Regions from separate parts of the Mus musculus genome. Here region 2 is linked to region 1. A link is a contact called in public HiChIP or PLAC-seq data. All regions are on one chromosome and are shown on one strand. The core of a region is the stretch at or near the end of the contact, and the rest is flanking DNA. Distances in the headings are between cores, read along the strand shown. Region 1 has its middle 16 kb from the start of Gm34385. Region 2 overlaps 2610307P16Rik (RIKEN cDNA 2610307P16 gene).

What was found. HiChIP or PLAC-seq counts read pairs in DNA pulled down with a chosen protein or histone mark.
Region 2: a contact with region 1 is called in a FOXA1 HiChIP or PLAC-seq map of pancreatic cancer cells. The contact joins two enhancer-like sites. A contact is called at or near these places in 2 of 484 Hi-C or Micro-C datasets (the N1E-115 cell line and pancreatic cancer cells) and 1 of 115 datasets of contacts at active chromatin or transcription factors (pancreatic cancer cells).

The regions. Positions count from the first base shown.
Region 1 is chr13:28,309,771-28,314,186 of GRCm38.p6, reverse strand. No RefSeq gene overlaps it. Among named protein-coding and RNA genes, the nearest start is that of Gm34385, 16 kb to the right of the region's middle. Within about 2 kb of position 1,931, at least 37 of the 459 cell types and tissues checked have an H3K27ac peak or open chromatin away from gene starts, as enhancers often do. A contact at or near this core is called in pancreatic cancer cells, where this site is marked.
Region 2 is chr13:28,527,814-28,531,767 of GRCm38.p6, reverse strand. All of the region lies in intron 7 of 2610307P16Rik (RIKEN cDNA 2610307P16 gene), which reads left to right. Among named protein-coding and RNA genes, the nearest start is that of Gm40841, 110 kb to the right of the region's middle. Within about 2 kb of position 2,652, at least 7 of the 459 cell types and tissues checked have an H3K27ac peak or open chromatin away from gene starts, as enhancers often do. A contact at or near this core is called in pancreatic cancer cells, where this site is marked.

The sequences.
Region 1 (4,416 bases), core at 682-3,181:
TGGGTAAGTTCTATGTCTGTGTGAATTACTCTATAAGAATTCGTTCATCATAGCTGTTAGGGCATGGAAGTCCAGTTAAGTGAGTATTTCATATGCATTTTAAAATGTAGGTCCACTGTTTAATGAAATGAGAAGGAGTTAGAGTTAGAGCTTAGCTCTATCTAAAGCTTTCATTTCCTATGTAGGAGGTGATGTCACAAAGGTCACCCTTTGTTCAACAATAAGCATCAAATACATAATTGCAATGGTTCAAATGTACCAAACCTAAAAAGCCAAGAAGGTTTGGGAGATCCCAGAAGAAATACCTTAGCCTTCTGTGAAATACTGGCCACAGGATCTGGCATAGACTAGATGCTTAAAACTATTTTCTGCTCTTCTAACCTTTTAGCTGTCATGTTTTTTAGTTCTTGCCCTTGAGAATGGCTGGTGATATTCTATTGTGCTAGATGGAGGTTCTGCTAGCATATTCCCAGAGTGAGTCAGATATCTGTTTTCTTCAGATAACAGATAACACAGAACTTCATGCAAACAAAGTCAGGAGCTGGTGAGTCACAGCAAGTCAGCTTGGCCCTGTAAATCTCTCTTGCTTTCTTGATCAAGCAACATCATCTCTCCATGTTGGCTTAAAAAAAAGTGATCTCAAGTGTTTGCCAAGCGAGCAAATGTCAGCTATGGGGGAAACAGTTTGCACTTTATATTCTAGAAACTTTGGAAATATTTACCACACTTGAAAGAACAATTTAATGTAAAGGAAAAGGAGTCAAAGTAATTTTTTAAATGTTGTTGTTTTAAAATTATGGCTGGTAAATGGCTCAGTATCTAGTAGCAGTTGCTGTTTAACTATGAGGGCCACACTCAAAGTACCAGCACCCATGTAGAAAAAAAGTTTTGGGTTCAAATTCAAACTGCTTATATTTTCTTTCACCCAGAGTGATTTAATTTACAGCTTCAAAAGTCAACATAAATAGATTCTGCTGTATAAGTTACCAACCATCTGATATTACCATCTCTGCAAGGTCACCTGGGAAATGTGCTAGGCTGAGCATTGCAGGGCTCTCTGTCCTTTCAAACCAGGGCATAGTCCGTATTTTAGACATAATATCTATTCTCACATCAAAAAAAAAATCTGGATTTAGAACTAGTGATGAACAGAACTTGAATTTTGGAGTTGGGTAGTCTCTGTCTAGTCCCCAGCTGTGGGCATAGAGAACTGGGCACACTTGAAGACCTTTACCTCTCTAGGCTACTGTGTCTGCACAGGGGACAGTGTCATGGGATGTAAAAGAGACTGAAGTTTTAAAAGTGCTTTGAAAAGACTAGATTGTCACAAAGGCCACTAGTGTCAGCTAATAATCGTCAAATACATAATTGTAATGGTTCAAACCTGGCAAATCTACAAAGGTGAGGAAACTTGGAAAACTCAAGAAACATTTTAGGACTTCTGTGAACTAATATCACAAACATATGGAGTAGATTTCCCAATTTGAACACACCGTAGCCTTGGGATTAAGATGAAAATCATTGACTTTTACCCACCCTGGAAAGTCTGACAGAAGTTCAATACATTTGACCCTTCACAAACCTGACTTAGTTTGCCAGCACCAGGGAGCCAGGGAACAGTAGATGAAGAAGGAGATCTGCCTCCGAGCCTCCAGACCCAACTGATTGAAAGTTCAGGGTTACACAGAAACCGTGAACACACCTTAACACTGCGCCACTCTACCTGTCTCTCCATCTAATTTCCAGCGACACTTTTTAGAGATTAAATCTCTAAATTTAATGCTCCGGATTTTCTGCAGCGCTGCTTTTTAGCTCATTCCCCAAATTATGCTGCAGTTGGACGAGATTCAGTTGCTTCTGAGAGGCTGTTGTTTGGCTTCTGGATTCCATTCACATGACTTTCCCCCTCATCCCTCATAGATCATTAATAATAAACGCAGTCAAGGGTATGTTATGTGAAAACCAAGAGGCTGAACTTTTAAAGCTAGACCTATTAGGCTCTAGTAAGACATCAAGGTTTTAAGGAAGCTCACTGCCTCTAAATTATGCTCCCCTTTTTCCTTCTCCACCTTTTGTATAAGGCTTCTAGTCTTTACCCTGTTACATAAGAGAATCACAGATTAGGAGATGTCAGACGTGAGAGCTCATTAGTCCCACCTTCTAGCTCTTGCTGGTAAGATAACTGATAACAATATTGTCTTTGAAAAGAGATTTTCAAAATATATATATTGCATAAAAGATAACTTGGCATTGCTAGTATCTAAAAGGATATTTGAGTCAAGGCCAAACTCAGGATTAGGAAACTGAGTGACTTGTAAGCATATTAAAAGTTGGGCAACAGAGAGTGGTATGGCATTATGGGATACATATTGGCCTTGAATACATTAAGAAGCAACTTTCAGTTTTACTAGTTGTATGACTTAACTACTTAGCTTTAAGTGAGAATCAGGATGTTACGATGTGGGGGATGTGATAGCAAATATGTCAAGAATCTTAGACAAACCTCACATGAAGTATATATAACTTCAATAAATTAAACTGTGAACATTATGATAAAAACACTGTAAATATAATTCATGGTGGTACATAAATGTACGACTCTGAGAGACAGAGAATGACCCTTTCTATAATCCCAGAAGTACAGACCAACCATAAAAGTTTTAAATAAGTAAAGGTCTTAATTTGCTTGGTATTGCAAGTTGACATTGGGTCACAGCAAACAGTCCAGCTTATGAAGTGACAGAATATAGTTTGAAACATTATGAAGTCCCTCACTAGACAGTTTGAATGTGCAGCCAGGGCCAGCCACTTCCTGTTTGTGTAGCTTTGAGCAAACACTTTACTCATTCCACGTCTACTTCCATTCACATCTCTGTAAAATGGTGACAGTAGCAGTGACTGTGATAGGAGTGTCCCAGGTTTTTCTGAAGTAGAAATTGTATCCCAGTGGGTACTTACTAAGAACCTTTATCCCTCCCCCCCACCCCATGTCCTCCCTCCTGCCTCCCTTTTACTTTTCTACATGCACAGCTCAGTGACATTAAGTACATTCATACTGTAGCACCATCAGCCATCTCCAGGTCTCTTCACTTTGCGAAGGAGAAACTCTGAGTGCATTTATCAGCCCCTGCAAGTCATCATTTCGTTTTCTATCATTCTGAACTTCACTATGAGACTTATTTTGTATAATGGAATTATGTCGTATTTGTTCTTTAGGGCTTGGATTTATTTCACAACACATAGTGCTTTCAAAAGTTACCCATAAAGCCGGGTGTGGTGGCGCACGCCTTTAATCCCAGCACTTGGGAGGCAGAGGCAGGCGGATTTCTGAGTTCGAGGCCAGCCTGGTCTACAAAGTGAATTCCAGGACAGCCAAGGCTATACAGAGAAACCCTGTCTCGGAAAAAACAAATAAATAAAAGTTACCCATGAGCATATGCTTTAGCATTTGTTTCTCATTTGCTTTTTCATTCATCTGTCTGTGGTCACTCTGTCTGATTCCACCTCCTGACTATTGGGAATGATGCTCTGGCCATAGAAATACAGATCACTCTGAGACCTGCTTGCAATTCCTTTTGGTACTGTAATGGTTGAATACTATGGGAGTCACTTCAGACTGTTTCCAAGTTTGGACCATTTCACATTCCTGCGAACAGAGAACAAACCTTGCAATTTCTTGACCTCTTCATGAAGGCTTGCTTTTTTTCTGGATTATTTTGTTGTAAGAGGATATGAAGTGAGTAAATACTCCCTTAATGTCCGTCGGCCTTGTTTTACTATGTGCCTGATTGTCTTTGTGAGCTGTTGCTTATTGTTCCAAATGTCTCCATGCTGGGAAACAGAGTACAAAATAGTCTTTAGAGCTCAGGTTGCAGGTCTTTTTCTATAGGTCTGTCTGTGGAGTGAATAAGGTGGAAAAACTGAAAAGAATGAGGATGTGGCTACAGTGACTGAAGTGGGACCTTCCCTAACAAATTAGATAACAAATTAGTAGTTAGACAACACAGATGCATTGCAGGAGCACGGGAAGGGAGGTTGAATTTCTTTGGTGCACATTGTATGAATGTTTTAAATAATGCACACAATCTCATTAGGATGTACAACCAAAACAAGCTAATCAAAACTAAAATATCCACCTCCATTTTTAAAAAAAATTGTAGATGCTAGGTAAGCATTTACCTTCTTAATACAAAAGGGAGTCTGGCTCCACTGTGAGGAGCTGAGAGGCTCATGACAAGCTGCAGTGGTTTGGTTTTTTTGTTTTTGCTTTTTTTTTTTTAAGTTTACTATATAATTCAGTTGGAGTCAGCCATAGGCAACAGACTTCTTTCCAGATTTCCAGAGATTCACAATCTCTGCCCTTGTTCTGAGAGGCACCTCTGAACCTGGATTAACTGGCAGGGATAAGAAACATTT
Region 2 (3,954 bases), core at 1,403-3,902, 220 kb before region 1:
GCATCTCCCTACAGCCCAACGAGGGATGGGAATTTGGCAGGGTGAAAGTATCTCATTGTGCTTCCTCACCCCTCCGTCTTACCTCCCTCCCAAGACTTTTGCACTGTCCAGGTCATTTACCACACAGAGCTTGCAATTTCCTTTCTTAGTGCTGCTGTGGAAGAGGTTGGGAAATGTAATCCTGTCCAGGAGATGAGTGATGCATAGGAAGACAGGGTCAAATGAGGTCAGGGTTCAATGAGGTCCCCAGCTAGGGTTTTACCAATTCTCCCAGGCAGCAATGTGAAGGCCAGCCATGCTGCTCTGATAAGGGGGAGAGGATGGGAACTCTACCTCGCACACCTTTCTCTGTTGATATTAGAGTTAAGGTGGATAGGGAGACTCTGGAAGTCTAAGCATATGTAATAGTTATTTTTGTCTGTGGACCATTGAATTTAGGTAGAGTTTCTTGCCTATGTGGCTAAGAGGTATTTGCCTGGAACAGGGGCTACTTATCAGTGAATTTACAATAGAATAAAATGATCCTCTTGCCCAACGACCACAGATTGACAATAGTCCCTTGTAGAGGGATCTCGTCTCATGGGCCTCTTTCCTGTCCGTGATGAAATGTTTACATTCTCAATCTTGAGTGTGTCTTATGCAGATTACCAAAGATGAAGTCAGTTCATGAGTTGCATCATATCCAGGAGATGTCTTTATGCAGCATGTCTCCCTATTCTCTCTTCTCTCCCTGACATTATTTTCAACACATTCTCCTGTGATGGTCTCTGAACCATGGAGGAAGTGACAACTGTCCCATTTGCTGATGAGCACTGCATCACTACTTATTCTTGTCACTTATAGGTGACAAGATATTGAACACTGTCTACTGTGGTAAGCAGCTTCTCTGACTAAGATTAAGAATAGTACTAGCCTATGGCTATAAGATAGAATATTTAGAGGGTAGTTTGACAACAAGACAATTTAGCCAAAAAGATGGTAGTAGGTCCCCCGTTATGGCCTATGATGGCCATAGCCATGGACTCTCGACAAAATTTACAGAAACAGGCATAAGGTCCTTCCTGTAAAACTGGCCTCAAATCCAGTGGGGTTGATTGGTTGTCCTTATAACGGTCATGCCACTATTGCATCAGAGGGCACAGAATTGCTTATCAGTTACGATTGACAACTGGGTCAAATCGTTGATGACTCCCCGACCCCCAGCAGTCTATGTAACTACTCCTGACGCTATGAAGATGGATGAGGTTCTTAGGAAGAAGCTTCTAGCTGAGCTGTCGTTTGTTTTCTCTGAGTATGGGGTATCTTCAGCATTAGAGCCTTACTGTCAAGGTCCAGGTAGCAACACAGATCTGGGGCAATAACCTTTTAGGATCTCATTGGCCATAGGGAGGTGTTCCACAACTGGCACTGGGGATTTTATTTAATAACCTACAGCTTCCAGGAAGAGCCTTAGTACCCACTCTTAATTCCTTTCAGTTTTTTTTTTTTTTTGTATGTGCATGTGGGTGTGTGTGTACCTGAGTACACATGTATGCAGGAGCCTGCAGAAGTGAAAAGAGAGATTCACTTTTCCTGTACCTGAGTTTCAGACAGGTAGGTGTGTGCTGTTTGATGTGGTTGCTGTGCTGTGCTGGGACCTAAGTACCCTGCCAGAGCAGTGAACACACAACATCACTGAGCCATCTCCCTGGTTTTTTTCAGGTTATGTGTTCAATAACCACATAAAATAGTGGGTTCTTCTATATGGTATATATCTGTCTATATATCTATATCTACCTATCTTTAGTTTTATTACTCCTTCTTCTTCCATATCCTCCTGGCCTCCTCCCGGCTTGGCTTTTTCTATCTTGCCCAGTGCCCACTCCCTTTCATCTCTGATGGATTTTATTATCACTTCTCTCTGTAATAGCTCCTTTTGTCTTTCTGTCCTTTACCATCAGTCAGTGATAATGATAAACCTATGACTAAAAAAGAAAAAAGAATCTATAGATAGGATCTGCATACAAGGGAGGCCATGTGGCATTTGTCTCTGTGGACCTAGGTTACATCACTGAAGATAACTGTCCGTATCTATCCATTTCTCCTGCAAATTTCGTAGCTTTAGTCTTCTTTACCACTGAATAAATTTCCATTGTATATAACACGTACCTTTTCCTGGAGACAAGTAAAAGATCGTTATGATGGATGGAGCCGGTGGCTGTATGCATTTTGACACCCAAATATTTTATGAATTGCTCAATTTTTCAAAATGAGTTGAGTGATATTTTGAGTTCCGTCAACAGATCAATAAGCAAAACAGAGATAGCTGGGCTTTGACACCAGTGTGGTCAGGCATTTACTGGCAGAGACCTCCTGTGCAGCACAATTGTCACCCTGGGCTTCAGTCTTGGCTCCATTATTAATCACCACCATGCGAGTTACTCAACCTTCCCTACCCTCCCTACAGTCTGTAAAATTGCCATGACACATTTATATTCATGGGTAAAATTGTTCATGGAAGGCATTTAGTCCATAGTGCCTCACAGATATTAAATTCAGAGGGAGCATTAATTGCTATTATTATCATTTCAGCTGAAAATGCTGTTCTGTTGGCAATAAATAGCTGCTGCTTTGTTTAGTTCTACCAGCTACAAAGCAATACATCAGTGCATTGATTGCGCAATGCTTGCTTAACCTCTTTGGAAAGCTTTTTCTTTATATTTTGTCTGTGCATCACTACAGGCTGCCAGCTTAGGTGTTTCTCTGTGTCTGCTTTTTTTTCTGTGTGTCTCCATGTCTGTCTGTACTCCCTCGTGTGTGTGTGTGTGTGTGTGTGTGTGTGTGTGTGTGTGTGTGTGTAGCCTAGTAATAGCCAAGAGATGGAACTGCCAGCATAGTCTTTCCCCATAGCAAGCAAAACCCCCACAAAATTAAAGCTAGGAAAAAATTTAAGTTACATAATTGGTTTGTATGGACAAAAGGCTGCGAAGATATAAAGGTTCCTGTAGCTCTGCTGTTCTTTGGTCCAAGATGTTGAGGAAAGATTCAGAGTTCCTACTGAGAAACTGCTGTTTAGTAGGCTGCTGCTGTTGGCTTCAGAGTAAGTAAATGGGTCAGAAGTGCAAGTGGGAGAGAACTTGAGGTTTCATGAAGGAAGGCCATTATTAATGTTTCCATGACCTTAGGAGTTTAAAGGTTGGGAATTGAAGTAAGAGTGCTGGTTATAGGGACAAAGAGCCCACAAATATTGAGATGTGGTCAAAGGTTTGAGGCCTCTGAATTGAGCAGCACAAGGGTCATTTCCTACCAGTCTCAATGGTCAGGGCCTGTTCATAAAGGCACAGACTTAGAAAGACCACAGGTCCCTCCCATGTTCTAATGATCCACACTTATTTATTTATTTGTTTGTTTGTTTGTTTGTTTTGTATAGGCCTGGCTTCTGGAACTCACTCTGTAGACCAGGCTGGCCTCAAATACTCAGAGATTCACTTGCCTCTGCCTTCGAAGTGCTAGGATTAAAGGTGTGTATCACCACTGCCTCTGACTACAAACTTTTTTTGGGGGGGGGGGGAACGTAGGTAAAAAATGCTAGGACTTTAGATTTAAAAACCTTTCTTTCAAAAATATTTCTTGAATTCCTAAACTAGAGAATTGGCAAAATTGTGAGCTGTGCTGCTCATAATGCCCTGGGTATACAGGGCATTAGAGCTCTTGACATCTGGAATGTTGGATTTAAATCTAGTTGCTCCTGTTGTATACTCTGCTGTGGGGAATGTTTAAAACTGTTGGCGGTCACTTTCTTCTCCCTATCTCCTGTGGAGAAGCTACCCCTGCTTCTTGAGATTATTGTATCAGATAAGCTGTGATGAGTGACAGTTGTCATGTGTGGGACACTTTCTGTCACGTGACACTAAATAGACAGGAGGAGGAAGTGCATTGGATTCGTGGCCCGAGTAAATATTTGACATCATTCAC